Linked DNA regions of Mus musculus: all the other regions are linked to region 2. A link is a contact called in public HiChIP or PLAC-seq and promoter capture Hi-C data. All regions are on one chromosome and are shown on one strand. Each heading gives the region's core, a stretch centred on a gene start, on an enhancer-like site or on the middle of the called end of the contact. The rest is flanking DNA. Distances are from core to core; before and after follow the strand shown.

Region 1 (2,963 bases), core at 368-2,867, 640 kb before region 2:
TAGAAGGAAGAAGTCATGTTTGAAAGTGGCATCTAATTGAGTGGCAGACAGTGACGAATCAGAAAAATTTGACAGAATGAGTCAGGGATAGATTACACCCAACTCTGAGAACAGTCAGGAAAGAGAGGACTCAAAAGGCAGCACAGAGAGAGAGAGTTGAAAGCAGTTCAGCCTGCCAGTGCAGTTCAGAGGCAGGTTGCAGCGAGAGAATGAGAAGGAACCAGAAGATTAGAAGAGACTGCCAGACTTAGTTTGAGTCCAAGCAGAGCACTTCAGTGAGAAATTGAGAGAAGCCAAATTGAATTAGTCAGCTTGGTTAATTAGATTGTACAGATGCTAGAAGCTTCCTGGGATAGTTGTTAGAACATGGATAATGCTCTGAGCTCAGCCCAAGCAGTGTGTTGTGTTCACAGAGCATGGTTGCAGCTCTCATCACTTCATCTGAGGAAATAAAAGTGACATTTACTTTTATAGATCACACACAGATCACGGACACTGGACCATCCCCTCCAACTTCTGGCCTGAGGATCCTTTGAACCTCCATGTTCCTCTCATCATTGAAACTGCCCCACTATTTGTAGCTGTACCCTGGTGTGTTTACCTCCCTTCTAGCCCTGGCTTGCAGGCCCCTCCTTCTCCTCACATTCAGCCCCAGTCGCTGGTTGTCATTTTCCTCCACATATACTTCCTGCAGACTACTCCCTGGTAGCCTGTAGCTGTCTCCAATCTCTACTTCACCCCTTCTGAGCAGCTCCAACATGCCTTACCTCCCTCTCCAGAACACAAAGTTCTCCGGAAAGAACTCCAGGAAAGTACTCCTGGAAGACCCGGAGTTGCCAAGGCCCCCACAGAGATCCCATCTTCACCTGTCACCCCAACCACTCAACAACATTCTGGGTCTGGGCCTCTCTGGTTTCCACACTCCTCCAAGATCCTTCTATAATCCTCTCTCACTCCCCAACCCCTCCCAGATTACCACACAACCTACAAAGAAGTCTTAACATCTCTCACAGACCTTCTTCCCACACCTTCTCTTAGGTCCTTCCTACCCACATTTCGCCAAGGCCACACCTTTAGGCGGCTCTTCTCTTAGCTAAATTCTGGGCATTGCCCCGTCCCTTCTCACCACCCAGAACCAAGAGTCTCTAAGCAGTGACCAACGCGCCCTGGCCACGACCGCCCACGCCTACCCTTAGCGCCCCGCCCACCCGTGCTACACCACACAACTGCCCTCCCTTCTGCCCCGCCCACCACTGCTACAACGCCCCGCCCTCATTGTAGGCTCCGCCCCTGCCTTACAATCTTCCACACCCCACCCACCAATCTACTCCTGCTAAGCATAGCCTAGAAAGACCCTGACACCCAACCGCCGGCCCTTTTTGCCCCCTGGCCCTCGCCCTCTCCGTCGCCCAACCAGCGTCACATACCCTGCGGAATCCGTAAGCTTCTGGCCGGGCCCCGCGCTCTTGAACTTGATGTCAGCCTTGATTTCCTGGAAGAACTTCTTCATGGCGGCAGCGGCCCGGCGGCTTGGGCCGCAGGGCGGAGGGCGCAGGGCCCGGGTGGATGAGGAGCAGGCGGCCAACCACCGGAAAGAAAATATCGCGGCGACGGAAGTCCCGCCTGGTTCACGTGACAATCGCCTTGCAGCACCTCGCGCGGGCGGGGCGCCATCTTCCTGTCTGCGGACGCCGTTGCCGGGGCGACAGGCTCGCCTCCCTTAAGACCGCAGCAGCCACCAGGGGAGCTTAAAGAGAGCATCCAAACAGCGAGCAGCCTAGAAGAGTACCCAGAGCTACTGGAACCAGGGTGGATGTCAGGAGTTCAAGGCCAGTCCATACTACAGAGAAAATGAGTATGAATGTACTGTGCATGAGCCTGAAATCTGCTCTGGGAGAGACAAGCTAGAAGGAGCCGACAGAGAGATTGGTACAGGCAAGGTCAAAGCAGAGACCGCAGTTGGTACAGGGCTTGCTCAACATGTGCAAAGCTGAGTTTAATCTCCTCCAACACTTCCATCTCGTGTGGTGTGTACACACAACAAAAAGTTGGATGCTCTGGACTCAGGCTTTTTAGAACACTACTGTTCATGTGAAAAACAGCCATCATCTAGATCAGAATCACTGTGACTGTGCAAGAGACCCCCAAAATCATATACTTCACTGTTAATGGTCACTCATTAGAAAGAAGGGGGGAAGTGGGTCATTGGACACAAACTTGAGATTCCAGGAGCTCTTCTGCACCCCCTGTCTGTGTGCATGTAATTCTACCCTAATGCGCATGGCATTGTGGTCTTTGGATCATGTAACTGAAGTGCCTATGGGCAAGCTTTCGTCTGTGTTGGTGTGAAATTTGTCAGAGATAAAGCAGCTTTGTGGGCTACCCAGGCTGTTAATAATTTTATTAGTTTTGCCAACCATTAGATCCAAAAATGCACAAAGCTGAAGGATGGGACACCCTGGTGATTTCAAGGAAACAAGCCCCATGGCTGGAGGAGAGCAATGGAGGCATTTGATGAGAACTGTGGAAGACAGGTTTCCAAGAGCTACAGTGAAGAGAGGAGTGGAGCACCTTAAAGAAGGCAGCCAGGATGTGGGCTGGAGAGATGGCTCAGCGGATAAGATCTTCTAGAGGTCCTGAGTTCAATTCCCAGCAACCACATGATGACTCCCAATCATCTATAATGGGATGCAGTGCCCTCTTCTGGTTTGTCTGAAGGGAGCAACAGTGTACTCACATACAAATAATTTTTTTTAAGATTTGTTTATTTATTTATTTATTTATTTATTTATTTATTTATTTATTATATGTATGTACACTGTAGCTGTCTTCAGACACTCCAGAAGAGGGCATCAGATTTTTGTTAGGGATGATTGTGAGCCACCATGTGGTTGCTGGGATTTGAACTCAGGACCTTTGGAAGAGCAGTCAGTGCTCTTAACCGTTGAGCCATCTCACCAGCC
Region 2 (2,700 bases), core at 77-2,576:
GGCCCTATGGCTGTGGCTGGCCGGCAAGGGGCCCAGTTCCTCTGCCTCCTCCAGGGTGGCCAACAGTGCGGCCAGGGGTGGTCGGTGGCGAGTGATGTCCTGCAGCAGGTCAGCCCGAGGCTGTAGCTGCTGGATCATCTGGTCCCTCTGGTCCACTGCGGCCTGCAGGCTGCGAACTGTGGCCTCAGAGCTCAGCAGCTGCTCTTGGAGGGCAGATATCTCCCTGGTAAGAGGACCAAATAAGGTAGTTACCTACAGGGGGTGGGGGTGGGGGCATCTACCTGCTCCAGAATCCTCTGAGACTCCCTATGTCTCCTCCTGCACTACTTCTTTGTGTGCTTGTTTATGTGCATAGGCGCACACATGTGACAGCAAACATGTGGAAGTCAAGGTACAATTTTCAAGAGTTGGTTCGCTCCTCCTGCCCCATGGGATCAAATTCTTTGTCATTCTTAGTGGCGAGTGTCTTTATACACAGAGCCATTGATGTCATTGGTAAAGCACCCTCAGCCCCACAGCAGGCCTGGCGCTCTGTCATCCCAGCACTCGAGAGATGGAGGCAGAAGGATCAGGGGTTGAAAGCTACATAGTGCCTTTAAGGCCAGCCTTCTCTCAAAAAACAAAACAGTGCCAGTTTTGTGTGTCCTTCGGTAGGACTTCCGCATGGTCACAAATGGTTGTCACAGATCTGACTATTCTATATAGGGGTGTTCTGTGCCTTTGTCTACCGATGTGGGCCCCTACCCAGCAGCTTCCTTCGATCATCAGACACAATACTCTTGCACCTACCGGCAGACTCGGCCTTGTGGGTGGGACAGCTGGCTTCATTTTAACAGTTTGAAATGCTCTCAAGTAACCCAGGCTATACTCTAAAGTCCCCATGTAGTCGAGGATGGCCCGAACTCCTGATCCTCCAGTCTCAGCCCTCCTAGTGCTGTGATGCCGGGCATTTAGTGCTCCGGAAATTTTTGCTCTCGGTTCCCAGCCCTTTCCACCCGCCTCCTTTGGGATGTCCGCCGGGCCTCCTCCAGGGCCTCACCGGTCCTTGGCGCGACCCAGCTCATCCAGGGCGGCGCGCAGGTGCTGGTCGTGGCAGGCCAGGCGCTCGGCCTGCGCACCAATCGTGCGCTCAGCCGCCAGCAGCCGCCTCTCCAGCTCCGCTGCGCGTCGGTGCACGGCGGCCAGGTGCGCGTTCGCCTCCCGGATCTGCAGAGGTGGCGGCGCAGACATGGCCCCCGGCTGCCGTGCAGGCCCCACCCCGCCCTGTCGGGTCACGCCCACAACGCAAGAAGCCCCGCCCCTGAGCCCGACCCCCACCCCCCACCCCCTCCCTCACATGCAGCTGCCAGGCTGCCGCTGCATTAATTTAAACCTTCTCAAGAGGCCCCGCCCAACTTCGAAGTGACGTCAAGAAAGACACGCCCCCCGGAGGAAGGCGTGTGCTTCCTCTTGGGCTCTCACTATTGGCCACGTTTCTACCAGGGGCAGGACTAAGTGCGGCCACGCCCCGTAGCCAATGTTCACGTCCCTTTCAGGACCAGCTCCTGAGTGTGGCTGTGCCTGCGAGTGCAGCGAGGACTTAAAACCAAAGCAGAGTGGGCCTGGTCTCCGTCAATTATAATCCTCACGCTAAATCCTCACGATTGGTCCCCTTGCCCCCAGCCTGGCCACGCCCCCAAATAGTTACACGCGGTCCTGATTGAGATGGGCATGAAACCACACCCCTACACAGTCCGGATCCCTGACGAGCCAACCGCTTTTGCGCTGTGTCCCGCCGCGTCCGTGCAGCTCCGGCTAACTAGGGTATCACTAGCCTCGCGCTGTAATATCTGCCCTGCGATTGTCCTACCTTCTGTTAGTTTCGATCGCTGACCTGCCTGACAGTGTAATGGCTGTCCTGCGACCTGTCAATCCCATCCTTGGATGCACTATCAACATTCTCCGTACTAGAAACCTCGTCTTCGCTAGGGCTGGAGGCGTTTTTCTTCATGGCCTCAGTTTACCTTTCCTGACGTCACGGGCGTCTCTGTCCAGATTCACTTGTGGACCGAGCACGACACAGATCTTGCTACGGGATTAATAAGACCTCGGTACAAACCTGCACTGCGCGCATGCGCGCACGCCTTGTCTGCGTCCAAGGCGTTCAATAAAGTTGCGCGCTGGAAACCTCGCGAGAGTTGACCTAGCCGGCTACCCTTGAGTTCGCCCAGACGCTTTAGGGTCGGCCGAGCAAGCCCAGCTAGGTATGGCGATGGTGAAGCGGTTCTTTGAATCTTACCATGAGGTCCCCGACGGCACCCAGTGTCATCGCAAGACCTACATCACCACGGCCTTAGGCGGCATTTGCGGTGAGCGCGGGCCGGTGGGCGGGCGGAGGGCGGAGGTCTGGAAGCAAAGGTCAGAGGGCGCGCGGAGGTCCCTGGGGCGCCGGGGCGCAATGGCTGTAAAGGCGGAAGAGGTTGAGACTTTTGAGGGGCGTAGACTCGTCAGTGCCTAGGGGCTTCAGAGGTCGTAGGTCAATATCAGGGAGCAAAAGCTGGAGAAAATGTGAAGGTCATTTCAGCGTCGTCAGGAGTTTTTAGGGTTAAGGGGTGATCGGGTCATCGGAGTTTTTGAAGACAAGTTCTAGGGTTGCCTTGGCAAGACTGCAAACCCTCTGTGTAGCGGAGGATGGCCTTGAGGTCTTGATTCTCCTGTCTC
Region 3 (2,856 bases), core at 173-2,672, 710 kb before region 2:
GAGGATCACTGCAAGTGGAAGGAAGGAAAAGAAAAATTAGCCGGGAGCCAAGGACTGTTGTAGCGCAAGGATAGGATGTGGCAGTAGTTACATCATAGAAAAGTCCCTTTTGGATCGAGGTGGAAGATAAACAGGATGAAAACGTCCAGTGAGCAGAACTTGGAGCCTCTCTCAAGGCTTTGCCTGTTTACAAGATGGTTAGACCTGCATATTGTGCCGGGACTTGGAAGCGGTAAACTATGGAGCCCAAAGTCTGGTGGCCTGGGCTAAGGGAAGAGTGGTTCTCGGACTGGTGAGATGGCTCAGTGGGTAAGAGCACCCGACTGTTCTTCCGAAGGTCAGGAGTTCAAATCCCAGCAACCACATGGTGGCTCACAACCATCCATAACGAGATCTGACTCCCTCTTCTGGAGTGTCTGAGGACAGCTACAGTGTACTTACATATAATAAATAAATAAACAAATCTTAAAAAAAAAAAAGAATGATTCTCATTACTCAGACCTTTCCAGAGCATCCTGCCTCTTTCCCCAGTTTGAGGCCACCCGGATTTTCAGACCTCCCTGGGTTGGGGTAATCTGTGATGAAGGACAAATCAGGATGAGAACAAAGGCCCAGGGCCTTGGGCGCCTAGTAACACCGCCCCTTCCCGCTCGCTGATTACACGTGAACGCCGATTGGCTGAGTGGGAACCATCCCTTGTCGCTGATTGGATGCTGGAGGCACCTGGTGATTGGCTGATGAGAACTGCCATTGGGCTGAGTTAACCCTAGAAAGGCTAAAGCTGGCCAGGCTCAGACCTTTCGATCCAGCTATAACGCGCAGCTGCTTTCCTAAAGCGGCTCTACATTTCTTACAAACCTGTTTCTTCCCTGCTCCCAACCATCAAGGGCTCTGCCTTTAGCTAGCGCACTAGCCTCACTAGCAGCTTCCTTCATCGCTGCTGTAGGCTGAGGGAATCATGAGCTCCAGGATGCAGCCCCACTAAGGGAGTATAGTCCCCCTGAGAGCAGGGGATGGGGGGCGGCGTCCTGAGTCTGTTTTTCCCTCTAGTTCACCATCTGCTTCAGTTTCCCTTGTGTCCCAAGGTCTTCCCTCATTTCTTTAACTGCGCGTGGGCAGGCCCAAGACCTAAGGTTTCCATCTCTTTCCTGAAAGCTGAGCCACTCCTGCTCAGGGATCAAAGTTGCAACCTAGTAGCTGGTGGCCTCGAGTATGGTATCTCTAGTCCCTGAATGAGAAGGTCCTGGGCCTGTTTCCTTCTCCAGGTCTCCCCCAACCTCCAGCTTTAGTTTCGCCAAATTGCACCGGATCGCTCCAACTCCAGTGCAAGCACAACCCAACCGCTCCGTATCCCCTCCGCCCCCGGCGGGCCAAACCTCCCCACCCATTTTCAGTAACCAATAGACTGCTGTGTCCCCGCGCGGGGAGGAGCCCGTTCACTCGGAGGAGGCTGTGCCGGGACACAGCGTCCATGGCAGGTAGGATGGTCCGCGCAGGCGGGGACGGGGCAGCGGGACGCGACCTCTGCAGCCAGTTGCTATTTCGCTGCAGCTCCCGAGTCTCTGTCTCCCGGGGCCACGGCCGAGGAGGCGCCGGAGGAGGATGAGGACGACGCGGAGGCCGAGGACCCCGAGCGCGGGACGGGTAGCGGAGGGCGCAGCGGCAGCCTCGGTGGCAGCGGAGGCGGCACGGCAGGGCCTGGGATGGCCCTAGGGGGCGCGCTCACGAGGCGCGCGGTCACGCTTCGGGTGCTGCTCAAAGACGAGCTGCTGGAGCCCGGTGAGGGGGTGCTATCCATCTACTACCTGGTGAGCGACCCCCGGAGACCGTTCATGTCCTCCACTGCTAGCGTATAAAGAGAAACTGAAGCCCAGAGGAACCGTGTTAATCACAATGCCACATAGCTATAACCACTGCCATCTGGGTGTGTCCGCGGGCAACCAATCTGTGTGATTGCGGCTTCCCCATCTGTAAAATGAGGCCTTCCTTCCCAGGCTCTCTATGAAGATGATGGCTTCAAAACTGTGTACTGTTATTTAAAATGATCGCCCAAAAAACTCTTTGTGATACCAAGAATGGAAGGGAGCTTTACCCCTGACTATGCCCCCAGCCCCCTCACTGCGGGATTCTAAGCAGGGGGTCAATTCCTGACCTTGCACCCAACCAACCCCTCACTTGGGAATTTTAGGCAGGAGTTCTACCTCTGAGAACAGTCTTATTAAGTATTCCAAGCAGGTTCTGAAGTTGTGTGCTTCCTGCCTCAGCTTCCCCAGTAGTTGGGCTGACAGGCCTGGGCCGTTATGCCTGCTCTGGCTGCCATTACTTAATTTTAAAGTTGTGCATCTGGGTGTGGAGTGCCAGGAGTACTGGTGTGAAAGATGGAGTTCCTGTGACAGTACCTCTTGGGAGCCTTAGAAGAACAAGGACGCCAAGCCTCAGGGAGAAAGGAGTTAGGAATCACTAGGACTGAAGTGTTTCAGCCCCCTCTGTCGCTGCAGGGCAGGAAGTTTACTGGGGACCTGCAGCTGGATGGCAGGATCGTGTGGCAGGAAACTGGACAAGTCTTCAACTCACCCAGCGCCTGGGCCACACACTGCAAGAAGCTCGTCAACCCAGCCAAGAAATCTGGCTGTGGCTGGGCCTCTGTCAAGTACAAGGGCCAGAAGCTGGACAAATACAAGGCCGCCTGGCTTCGCCGGCACCAGCTACATATGCCTGTAGCTACGGCCGATGAGGTAGGAAGTACGTGCCTTCCACCTTGCGCTGTGGGGATGAGGTTGCAAAGGCCGTGGGGCAAGATAGAGTCTGATGTGATTCAGCAAGACGGCCTGAATTCTGAAGCACGGGAAGGAGGAA
Region 4 (2,882 bases), core at 85-2,584, 550 kb before region 2:
CACTCAAGGCTTCACTGGGGAATTCTAGGCAGAGGCTCCACCCTGTCCACGACCCAGCCTCTCACCACGGGACTCTAGGCAAGTGGGAGGGGTAGGCTCTAGCCCTGAACCCACACAGCTGGGTTTGATCCCCACTTTATCACACCTATGATATCTGTGGGTTCCTCAGACTCTAAGTGCTCAAAAATCAGAAGCCCCCAAACCTGCTTCAGTGACACCTGCTTCCCCCCACACACCTCAAAAACACACTAATTGCCCTGGCTCATACTGGGGTATGAAAAACCTAGAGCTGTGGTCTCTGTCTTTGATACTGAGCTCTGTCTAGGGTCCTGTGTGGCTGTCACAAGGGTGAGCTCCTGGTACAGAGCAGATAGAGGCCATGTTCAGCACCCGGCAGAGCTGGGATGGCTACTGAACTTGTAAGTTCCTGGCCCAGAGCACAGACAATCTGAAATCAGGAAAGCCACTTGGGTCTGTGCTGCTCTAGGCAAGTCACTTAAGGTTTCTCTGGGTCTCAATTTCTATCTCTCAAAAGCCTGGATTTAGTTTTGTGTGTTAAGGCTCATGCAAGGAAGGTTAGAATGCAGTCAGCAAACACCTGAGGGGGCTTTCTGAAGAGGGAAGATGGCAGATGAGGCTTTTCCAAGTGTCCTTGCTGTGACAGGGCCATCCAGGCACAGGAAGTGCAGACCCGTGGTTGAGTTGGGGTGGAGTTTGGAGTAAGGTGGGGGTGTTGGGGATGGGTTGGGGGTGGTGGGAGTGTGGGAATCACTCCCAGACTGATTTTCCAGGTCTCACAGCTGCCCCCTGGGAGGTAGCTGGCCCTGTCTGGCCTCTGTCAGGGAGGTCATCACAGTGCCTCCCCCCTTACTCCAGAGACACCAACTGAAAGAGAGTCTCCGCAGTACTCAGGAACCCCAAAATTGTTGCAAGGCAAATGTTGGGGTGCATTTGTCATGGGAGTCCCAGGTGACACTCTAACTACCTAGTGGGTAAACTGAGACCCGCTCAGAGGGATGCAGGTGTCTCGCGGAGGCGCCTCTCTTCGCTTTGGCCTCTCAGATCTCTGTCGCGCGGTGCACGTATACCCCATTTTTCTCTGTCTCAGTCTCCTTCCTCTTCCTTCCAACACTTTCCCGCCACGGCATCCCTTGCGCTGGGCACCCAGCGCCGGCGCTATTCCGGAGGAATCTCCCGGCCGCAGACCACGCCCTCGCCCACGCCCGCGTCATGCCTCCCACCTCCTGGCAGAGGCTTGCTGCCATTGGCTCCTTCGTACACTGCCTGTGCGCTACCATTTGCTGAGCCAGTGAGCGTTTAGAGGGGGCGAGCCCTTTCTCGGGGGCGTGGCCTCCTAGCCAGCGGCCGGGCTCAGATCCAGCGGCCAATGCCTCTGGCCCCACAGAGGCACCTACAGAAAACTGAAGGCTTGACACATCCCGAGGAGCAGGTGAGCGATGGGGTCCTGCATTGGCTATCCTGGGTTCTTTCCGTCCCCTCCTATCCCCACACCGTCCTCTGTATATCCCGCCTCAGTTTCCTCTGTATACCTATTACTGACTGTGGGAGCATGGGTGTTGTGAGCAGGTTGCTGTGGGCTACTGTAATAGTCCTAACACATGTCCTCAAGAGGACACTTGATGGACTTGGCTCTGTACAAGTGTGCAGCCTGACTCCAGAATGGTCTAGGTATTCTCTGAGGTAGCCAGCTGGACCCCACTGTGGCTCTGGCTGGTGCAGGGTTACCCTGACTGGGACTGGCACTTCAAGCTTCCCATTGCCCGAGGGCTTGAACTCAGTTTTACCATCTGGGAACTGGGACAGTGGCTGTCACATAATTGGCAGGTGACCTGATCCAGGTCTGCAGCCTCCTGGCTCTTTCAGTGTTGGTTTGGAGGATAAACTGGGGTCCAGAATATGGGCTGCGGATGGCCAGAGAGATGGAGACACTGTCTCCAGAACCATATTCTGGTTTGTCACCTTTGTGAGCAGCGGGGCTGGAGAGGGACAGGGTGGAACACTAAACTGGAAACAGGCCTCTGGGTCACTTCCCGAGCTCCAGGCTGTGACGCCTCTGAACACCTTGCCTTGGGGTTAGGACACAGCTCAGACAAACCTGACTCACTTGAACAAGTAACTTAATTATAAGCCTCAGTTTCCCTGTCTGACTTGGGACAGTTGTTTCGTGACTCCCTGAGGCTTCTTGGGGGTGCTTAAACAGACAAAAGAGAGGCTGAGCCAGGGTGGGCTACACACCGAGGCTGTCTCTAAAACAAAAGGGACCCTAGGGTGTAGCCCAGTGCGTAGAGTGCTCACCTAGTAAGCAAGAGGCCTTGGGTTCCGGCCCAAACACAACATATACCAGGACATTTACCCATTTACCCAGTGCTTAGAATAGAGGCAGGTGGATGCCTGTAAGTTTGAGGCCAGGTCTACAAAGTGAGTTCCAGGCTAGCCATAACTATGTATAGAGATCCTGTAACAAACAACAGCCAACAGAGAAAGAGAGAGAGAGAGAGAGAGAGAGAGAGAGAGAGAGAGAGAGAGAGAGAGAGAGAACAGGAATGTAGGCTTTGAGTGCCAAACTTCCTGTTTTTCTGTCCTGGGACCTCAAAGTGGCCGCCTCTTCTCCACATGGAATGTCCTTGCACTTGAGACCTTTGTGCGTGCTGAGCCCTCTACAACCCTGGCAGATCAACACAGGCAGCGACAACTTTAAAACATAATAAGTTCATGATCTGGGCCGCACCTAGGATGTGGGTGACTGGGAGGGATGAGGGCGGGGCCATGGGGACTGTACAATGTAACAGAACAAAGAGAGTCATCACAGAACACCTGCCCTGGGCCTTCCCACACATGGTGAGCCAGACTTGGGCCAGGGC

The links. HiChIP or PLAC-seq counts read pairs in DNA pulled down with a chosen protein or histone mark. Capture Hi-C pulls out chosen DNA fragments and counts their contacts.
Region 1: a contact with region 2 is called in a promoter capture Hi-C map of adipose tissue, with 4 times the contacts expected there. The contact joins the promoter of Ubxn6 here to the promoter of Vmac in region 2. A contact is called at or near these places in 9 of 39 promoter capture datasets (the C10 cell line, the SN4741 cell line, cranial neural crest and 5 more), 11 of 484 Hi-C or Micro-C datasets (B cells, CD4 T cells, CD8 T cells and 7 more), 13 of 115 datasets of contacts at active chromatin or transcription factors (the SCID.adh cell line, Th17 cells, Th2 cells and 8 more) and 5 of 9 other capture datasets (adipose tissue, embryonic stem cells, liver and 2 more).
Region 3: an H3K4me3 HiChIP or PLAC-seq map of embryonic forebrain shows a contact between it and region 2, with 2.4 times the contacts expected there. The contact joins the promoter of Mpnd here to the promoter of Vmac in region 2. A contact is called at or near these places in 2 of 484 Hi-C or Micro-C datasets (memory CD8 T cells and regulatory T cells), 3 of 115 datasets of contacts at active chromatin or transcription factors (embryonic forebrain, large pre-B cells and pancreatic cancer cells) and 2 of 9 other capture datasets (adipose tissue and liver).
Region 4: a contact with region 2 is called in an H3K27ac HiChIP or PLAC-seq map of regulatory T cells, with 4 times the contacts expected there. The contact joins the promoter of Tnfaip8l1 here to the promoter of Vmac in region 2. A contact is called at or near these places in 8 of 39 promoter capture datasets (the 3T3-L1 cell line, the C10 cell line, the SN4741 cell line and 4 more), 9 of 115 datasets of contacts at active chromatin or transcription factors (astrocytes, bone marrow-derived macrophages, embryonic stem cells and 5 more) and 2 of 9 other capture datasets (adipose tissue and liver).

Annotation. Positions count from the first base shown.
Region 1 is chr17:56,073,409-56,076,371 of GRCm38.p6, forward strand. Ubxn6 (UBX domain protein 6) reads right to left here and starts at 1,618. Exons shown (of 11, transcript NM_001379361.1): 1 at 1,428-1,618. The coding sequence starts at 1,510.
Region 2 is chr17:56,715,595-56,718,294 of GRCm38.p6, forward strand. Vmac (vimentin-type intermediate filament associated coiled-coil protein) reads right to left here and starts at 1,327. Exons shown (of 2, transcript NM_178926.3): 1 at 1,040-1,327; 2 at 1-223. The coding sequence starts at 1,230. It overlaps Ndufa11 (NADH:ubiquinone oxidoreductase subunit A11), which reads left to right and starts at 2,168. Exons shown (of 4, transcript NM_027244.1): 1 at 2,168-2,348. The coding sequence starts at 2,246.
Region 3 is chr17:56,007,779-56,010,634 of GRCm38.p6, forward strand. It overlaps Mpnd (MPN domain containing), which reads left to right and starts at 1,423. Exons shown (of 13, transcript NM_026530.5): 1 at 1,423-1,478; 2 at 1,552-1,808; 3 at 2,499-2,735. The coding sequence starts at 1,472. It overlaps Stap2 (signal transducing adaptor family member 2), which reads right to left and starts at 358. Exons shown (of 14, transcript NM_145934.3): 1 at 1-358.
Region 4 is chr17:56,161,157-56,164,038 of GRCm38.p6, forward strand. Tnfaip8l1 (tumor necrosis factor, alpha-induced protein 8-like 1) reads left to right here and starts at 1,335. Exons shown (of 2, transcript NM_025566.3): 1 at 1,335-1,450.